Linked DNA regions of Rattus norvegicus: region 2 is linked to region 1. Evidence: chromatin contacts called from public Hi-C data. All regions are on one chromosome and are shown on one strand. Each heading gives the region's core, a stretch centred on a gene start, on an enhancer-like site or on the middle of the called end of the contact. The rest is flanking DNA. Distances are from core to core; before and after follow the strand shown.

What was found. A called contact is a pair of places that touch in the nucleus more often than the background predicts.
Region 2: a Hi-C map of the A7r5 cell line shows a contact between it and region 1, with 2.1 times the contacts expected there. The contact joins the promoter of Hs6st1 here to the enhancer-like site in region 1. A contact is called at or near these places in 3 of 12 Hi-C or Micro-C datasets (the A7r5 cell line, kidney and liver).

The regions. Positions count from the first base shown.
Region 1 is chr9:45,694,650-45,698,674 of GRCr8, reverse strand. No RefSeq gene overlaps it. Among named protein-coding and RNA genes, the nearest start is that of Hs6st1, 83 kb to the left of the region's middle. Within about 2 kb of position 2,129, at least 2 of the 93 cell types and tissues checked have an H3K27ac peak or open chromatin away from gene starts, as enhancers often do. A contact at or near this core is called in the A7r5 cell line, where this site is marked.
Region 2 is chr9:45,777,105-45,781,129 of GRCr8, reverse strand. It overlaps Hs6st1 (heparan sulfate 6-O-sulfotransferase 1), which reads right to left and starts at 1,728. Exons shown (of 2, transcript NM_001108210.1): 1 at 1,386-1,728. The coding sequence starts at 1,666.

The sequences.
Region 1 (4,025 bases), core at 880-3,379:
TGAATTTTCCCTGTGTACCTAGAGACCAGGAGGAAGGGAGAAGCTTTTTCGTCGTTGCCAGTGTCTGTGGGTGGAATTTTCCTCCAGGCTCTGTACTCTCTGCGTTTGGAGCCCATTCTGGGACTAATTTATACCCACTCCTACTCAGGGCGGGTTACCTGTTCCCACCTGGATGCTTACCTCCTGCTGGTCCCTGTCAGCTTTTCCTGTGATATAACCATTCCTAGTTTTGTAACTCAGTCCCATGTTGTAAATGTGTGTAATTACTTACCGTGCCACAGGAGCTATATAGCCCCGCTGGCTGGGTCCAAACACAAAGATGAGCCCCTACTGTAGAAATGTAGATACCAATTCCTTGTCACTAGCCTCTGAAGTGACACCGAGCTCATTCTTGTGTGGTGTGTATTCGCGGTCATACATATGGATGCACAATTGTATAAGCGCCACGAGGCAAACCCAGGCATGATTTATTTATTTATTTATTTATTTATTTATTTATTTATTTATTTTGAGATTGTCTTACATTGGCCTGGAACTTGACAAGCAGACTAGGCTAGCCTGTCGGTGAGCACTGGGGTTCCACCTGACTATCCCCCATCCCAAACTGGGATTACAAGGCTATAACACTGTAACACCACACCCCATTATTTTGTCCCATTTTGCGTCTCTGGGAGTCAAAAATCAGGTTCTTGTACTTGCAAGTCCAAATCTTTATTCTTGCTCGCACCACAACAGGGGTAATAAGTAAGGATGAATGAAGGTCGGTTAGATGGTGCACCTTTCCAGGGGTCAGTCATGCAGTTCTATCTGTGCCCCCCGAGTGCGAGGGCCCGCGCGCGCGCGCGCGTGTGTGTGTGTGCATGCCTGTGTCCTGAGATCTGTTTGGAATTAAGTTTCAAGGGCGGTTATACCAAGGGAAAACGAGAAAGAGGTCAACAGCGGGTAAGCGTACAGGTGGGGACGTTTTCAGGTTTGCTGAGTACAGAGGTCCTGTCAGGTTCATTCCGCTGTTGGTAGAGGGACATCTCAGAGTCACAGCAACCAGCTAACTCAAAGAGAGCTACTGAGGTGAAAAGGCAGAATACCATCAGCATACCGATAAGGCTGGTCAGAAGAGAAGTTTGACCAAGCTAATGGCTCTCCTCTTTGCCCTTGGCAGAAGGACTCAAGAGGCAGAGGTGCAGAAAAGTTCCTTTGAGTTTTGCGACTCGCTGTCAGTGGTAGTCACAGCTCCATCACTCATAGCCACCCATCTGGAACACCTGCCAGCATTTGCCTAAGTACTGAGGGCAAGCCGTTAAAGAAGGGGGGCGGTCGGGTCTTCGTCAATGGGACCACACGCATGACACATGGAAGTAGGAGACCCCTGTGTAAGGTGCATGTTCCTCCACCTCTCAGAGGAGGCTCCCAGAGGCTGTCTTCTGACAGGGAAGTCTCTTTCTTCTTGAAAGGTTGTTGTATAAGCTTGTGTACATCAGTGCAAAACATAGCTCTCGCCTCAATGGGAATAAGTGGTAGTTTATTCTGAAAAGTTTTGGGTTGGGAGTTCAAGGGGACACTGAGGCAGGTTGATATCTGGGTTAGAGATTTCTTAAAAGGGGTATAAACATACAGGCAGCAGCATGGCATTAATGTTTCTGTTCTGGGTCCTACGCCGGCTCATCTTGGTTGTCAGCTTAACTACATCTGGAATCAACTAAAATCCAAAGAGCTAGGCACATCTGTGAGAGATTTTCTTGATTGGGTCATTTGAGGCAGAAAGGCCCACCCTAAATCTGGCTGACACCTTCTGGAGGCAGCCCACATAAGGAAAGGAGAAGGAAACTTTGGCCTTTTGCCTGCTTGTTCCCACTCTTGCTGGTAAGCTTATCTAATCTATTGCTGAGGCATTCCTTCACTGAATGAGAACCTTCTTCTTCAGGATTCCAACAAATCTCAAAGACCAGCAGCTCTCTAGGACCCCTGGGGACTCCAGCACCAGATTGGGACTGCTAAGATATTTCATCTTGTGGGCCCACTGGATTCTTAGCCTTTCTTTTGGTAAACATCCTTTGTTGAAATTCCTAAGCCATAGGCTGTAAATCACTTCAACACGCACCCCCCTTTAATCGTACATATACATTTCATTCTATCAGTTCCGTTCCTTTAGAGAACCCTGACCAGACTACCAGTTGTCCAGTGACTGGTCAGCTAAAGAATGTCAGTTGATTAATAAACATTTTTTCCTGGCTTGACACAACTTGAAGTACATAGGGAAGGGTACAATCTAGAAAAACAAAGTTCTTTCTTTCTGGAAACCAAACTACTATAGCTATGGGAATTATCACAATCCAACCAAAATGGAGGAGGTTTTATAAGATGGAGTTGCTTTGGCTAACATATTCCTTTAAAAAAATACTTCATGTGGGCTGGAGAGATGGCTCAGTGGTTAAGAGCACTGGCTGCTCTTCCAGAGGTCCCGAGTTCAAATCCCAGCAGCCACATGGTGGCTCACAACCATCTGTAATGAGATCTGATGCCCTCTTCTGGTGTGTCTGAAGACAGCAACAGTGTGCTTATACATAAATAAATAAATCTTTTAAAAAATACTTCATAAATTTCTTTGAGATAATTAAATCATTTCTCTCCTTCCCTTTCCTCCCTTCAAATGTTTCCATATGCCTTCTTTGCTCACTTTCAAATTCATGCCCTCTTTTTTTTCATTAATTGTTGTTACATCCACGTGTGTCTCTCACACACACATTCCAAAATACATTAAATTTATTCTCCTTAGTCTGTATGTTACTTGTATGTATTTGGTTTCAGATTTGACTGTTTGGTGTTAGGTAGCCAAGTGGTGTGCTCTTCCTTGAGAAAGTATATTTCTTCTGCTCTCAGTAGTCTTTAGTTTCCTGTAGTTCACTGTATAGGGTTGAGGTCTCGTGAGCTTTCCACCGACCATGTTAGCATGTCTATTGGTGTTATCCATGTCTAGATCTTGTGTAGGAAAGCCGTGAGATAGATATGTATGAGTGTAGCTCCTGACATTCCTGAGAGACATCACCTCATAACGAACTCCCTGATCCTCTGCCTTTCACAGCCCTTCCCTCCTCTGCAATAGTCCCTGAGCTTTATGTGCAGTTGTACTCTAGATGTACCTGATGGAACTGGGCTCCACAACTCTATGTATGATTGGTTGTGGCTTTCTTTAATGGTCTCCATTTGTTACAAAGAGAAGGGGTTTGTTTTGGTTTTGGTAAGGGATGAGGACTACACTTATCTGGGAGTCTAAGAACACACACTTAGCATGCAGTTAGGAATTATGCTGGTTTAGTTAAGTGGTGGTTGTAGGCTCTCCTCTAAGATACATGGCTTCTCCTTGGTAGTTGGCTAGGTTTCCAGTAGTAGGCATGATTTCCCTCTTGTTGATCAGATCATATAGACCATATAGATTATATAGATCAATTAGAGAGCTGTTGGTTTCTGCCAACATACGCGTCACTACTTCACCCTTAGGGTTGTTGTGCCTCTGGTCATTGTTGTGGTTCAAAGGTCTCTTAGCTGCACAGGACTGAAAGAGGACTTCTCATGCCTGGTGGAGAGGTTTTTGTTAGCTGGTCTTTGTCTCCTGGAAGCAGCATTGTCAGCCTAGGTGGAAAAGTTTTACTGGATCTATATGAATATATTTATACACGTATTATATCAATTTTTAGGTAGTTAGTTAATGGTGTGCTTCTTTGTGGCTTTCCCAGACATCTTATGATTTTATCCTCATGTCTCCACTTCTACATTTTTCTCCTCCTTACTCAGAGGGCCCTGTTTTTCCCACAATTCCCCCTTCAGATTCATACCTTGTCATTTCCCTCTTACCTGCTCCTTGACTCCATCGCCATCTCGACAATGATCCCTTTTTACTTTCCTGAGTCCTGCGGTCTAACATGTTCTTAAGCCAAATATGAACGGCATTGCAATCATCAAGTGGTATTTAAAAAAAAAAGAATTGTTTTTATTATTTTAAATTATGTATGTGTGAATTTGTGTGTCTC
Region 2 (4,025 bases), core at 479-2,978, 83 kb before region 1:
TCTGCTGGGGTGTGCCCAGTACTGGGCACTCGCAGTCTTGAGTGGTGGACCAGTGGACAGTTGCTATGGCTAGACCCAGACTCTAGCACGGCATGGCTGAACCGTTGGGATGGGTCCTGTAATTGAAGCATGTATGTGTGCAGAGCAGAGCTAATATGGACAGGAAGCAGTTTCAAGGGCCTGGAAAGGAGACTCTGGGTCTAGATTAGGGCCGCGGACAGAATACCTCCTTTGAGACTGAGAACTGCTAGGGGTGGGTGCAATGTGTATGTCTATCACCCAACTCTAGCGTCCTAGTGTCCTGACAGTTTGTGAAATAAACCCTCAGGACTGTAGGGCAAGCAGCTCCAGGCTGGTTGGACTCTGAAGGGTCCCAACCCCACCGAAGAGCCAGCACCTTCCTGCCCCAAAAGTACCAAAGAAAATAGCGACTTCAGTCAAGACTTGCCCACGCCCACTTCCTAGCTCATCTGTAAATTCAGTCCTACAGGAAACATGGGAGAGAAACAAAGGCAGACAAGAAGCCCTAATTCCTAGGGTGGGGTGGGGCGGGGCGGGGTAGGGGGGAGAAAATCCCCGGAGGACCAGAGGGCACCAACAGAAACAGGGCTACAATCTCAACTTTACAAAGTGCTTTCGGAGGGGCTGGCCCTCGCCCACATGCCCCAGACAAGGAACATGACGGGCCTTGCTGGAAGGTTCTTGGTTGCACAAGTAGCTTTGACTGTCTCAGCTATCCCTAATCTGACCGGTGGATAGATTTCTGCGGAAGGCAGTCCCCAACTGGAAGCTTTTGTTCCACTTCAGTAGTTGGGGAGGCCAGGTAGTGCTGCCTTCTCTCCGTCTTCAGCCCGGGTCACACGGGCCTTTGTTCTACCTGCACACACCGGCAGGCAGAGCCCACCCCTTTCCTGGCAGCTCCTCCCCAGACTGGCAAGCACTGGAGGGCCTGGGGATACCACAGGTGCAGAGGAAGAGGATCCTCATCTCCCTTGCTCCACTTTTAGTTCTAGACAGGTACGGGCTACAGACGCACAGAGACACACCTGTTTTTCTGCCTCTAGAGCCAAGCCTGGACCTTTAGTCCCCGAGGTTTCTCTCTCAGGCTAGCCGGCAGTGCACCGCAGATGGGGTGGACAGAGAGCGGCCGGCAGTGACCCAGGAGGAAGTCTGGGCACTGCGCAGACAGGCCAGTGATGAGGAGAGGTACAGAACAGAGGGTGAAAAGAGAGATCAGAGGTCAGGAGTGGCAGCTGCAGGGACAGATGAGACGGGGATCCTGGGATCCGGCAGATCGGAAGGGGCCCCAAGAGAGCAAAGAGGGCAGATCTGGTCCGGGGTTTAGGGCACCCCCCCCATCACACTCGCCCGCAGCGGACACTCACCTGGGCGAACGCAGACCTGCTGGGTCGCGGCGGTCTAGCACACCGGGAACACAGTTGGTGAGTTCGGTCCAGTCAGCGTGCAGCCCGCAGCTCCAGCCGGTGGAGAAGCGAGAGAAGAGCCAGGTCTCGCGGCGATTGGGCCGATAGCAGGTGCACTTCTTCTGGCCCGGGCGACAGTCGCAGGGCACCTCGAGGCGCACGTTCTGCACTAGGTGGCGGCCGAAGGTGGTGCCGCCGGTCTTCTGGATATGCAGGAAGACTATCACGTCGTCGCCCTTCATGTCGAAGCGCAGCGAGCGCTCCAGCTCGCGCACCGGGAAGTAGTACTTTTTCTCGTAATGTGGGTCCGGCGTGGGGAAGAGATCCAGGTCGTCGGGGGGCGCGCGGCCACCGGGCGCGCCCAGACTCAGCCCCGGGCCCGCGTACTGGTAGAGGATGAGCATGAAGCACGCCGAGCCCGCCACCACCAGCACGAACTTGCTGGCGCGCTCAACCATGGTCCTGCCGCCGGCGCGCCGCCGCCGCATGTGTCACCATCGCCAGCAGCCCGGGCGCCGGGCCTGGGAGGGCGGGGGGCGCAGCTGCTCCGCCACCGCCGCCGCCACCGCCACCGCCGCCCGCGCTCCGGCCCGGCCGGGCTACTCGGCGCCCAGGCTATGCGCAGCGTCCCGGGCCCCGGGCCTCGGCGGCGCCGTGGCTGCTTCCCGCCCCGATCCCCGGCTCGGCTAGCGTACGGCCCGGCCCCCGCCACAGCGCCCCGCAGCCGCGCGCGCCCGCACCCGCCCGCAAAGCTCAGCGCCGAGAACGCTCTGCACCGCCCCGTGCGCCGCCGCGTCTCCGCAGTCCGTCGCGGCTCCGCCCCGCCCCGCCCCCGGCCCGCCCTCGCGGCGCCTCTTGCTGTCGCCGCCCGCTCTGATCCTCCGCTCCGCCTCTGGAGAGCCCTGGGGGAGGGGAGGGGCTGGAGGAGGCCCAGGCACAGGCCAGTGTCCAGCGCCGGGTCGCGTGTCTCTCACACTGTCAACGCGGATCGTTACGCAAAGGGGATTGGTTCCAACTCGCAGGCCTGCGGGTGGCGTCTGGGTTGTCCCGAGCCCAGGAGTGGGTGACTCTTTTGGGCATTGGTCTTGGATTTGGGAGCCCGAGTTTTTTCACCTTCTCTGTCGTGGTAGTTTGTGTCACCCGCGCTCTCTTCCACGGGAATACGGAGGCTTTGACCTTCACACTGAAGGATCCAAAGTTCCAAGTTCGAGAGCGCTGGGAGTAGGGACCACATTTTGGGGCTGCGAATAAGGGTGGGGAAGGAAGAGAGACGTTGAGGGCATGGATCCAGCTCTTATGTAGATATCACCATTCCACTGGCAGCACTGGGACAATGACTCAAAGACCTCAGTAAAGATAAACCAGAATGTGTGCAGAGGCCCGAGGACCAGCTTTATGTTGTCCCTTTTCCCCAGTGTGCATTGTTTTGATCCTGGTCATGCTCCAAAAAAATAGTTGAAAAAATTAAACCGACATTAGAAAAAAAATTAGAATTCCGACCTTCGTGGTTTTGTTTTGTTTTTTTTTAAGGTTGGCAGCAGGACCTGCAGCCTTGATTGGTGCTCTGCCTGCAGTGGAGTGCCTGCTGGGCCCAAGCATGAAAGTTGGAGGCTATGGCATCTGGACGGCCCTGTCCGTGTTGTACTGGGCCCTTAGCTATACTTAGGACACGGGAGCAACTGGAGGTGGGGAGTGAAAAGATCTGTCCAGAACTCCATACCCTAGGGCAGCTGGGAGGGGCTCGGGTGCTTGGATTCAAGCCAGAGTGGCCTCTGGGAGGCACTCCTGCTGCAAGACAAGGCTGAGGTGCCCACATCAAGTACCCGGAGCCTGTCCTGCTAAGGGGTGGGTTAAAAAGTGGAGAGAGGGGGAGGGGATAGCACTAGGGCGCCAGAGCACCCCTCCCCCATCCAAGACTTAAAAACAAGAGCAAATGAGAAAACCCTCCCAAACTGGGAAAACAGTAGAGAATTCAGACCCACTCTAAATCCACCCAGTCAGGAACAGAAGAAACTGGGCCAATAGCTCAGCTGGTAAAGTGCTTGCCATGCATGAGTAGGGACCTGGGTTCGGTACTCCCAACCCAGGTTTAAGACCCTAGACATGCTTGCATGTGTTTGAAATCCCAGGACTGGGGAGGAAGAGACAGGCAGATCTCTCCAGTGTGTATGGTAGCAGGTCAGTGTAAGACACTGTCTCAAAAACTATGGTGGGCACCTCTCACAGGACAATCTCTCTCTCTCTCTCTCTCTCTCTCTCTCTCTCTCTCTCTCTCTCTCTCTCTCTCAACATGTTTTGCAGATAACTGAAGAAGTAACCACTATGGTCAGATGGGCACATGGCACTAAACACGCTACATAATATCCTAGAACCAGGGCAAAAGGTGTCCTTGGTGAGACCCAGGGCCTTTTGCCACAGCCCGGAGACACCCAAGGGCAGTCTGTTTGGTAATGGGTTTATTCTGGTTAGGTATGGTGTCACAGCAGTGTGTGTGTGGGGGGGGGGGTTGGGGGGGTGGCGGGGGTGGCAGGGGCGGGGGTGTGGGGTGGGGAGCTTCCTTTTAGTAGCTCACCAGGGCAGTATTCCTGCATGGGATTTGGT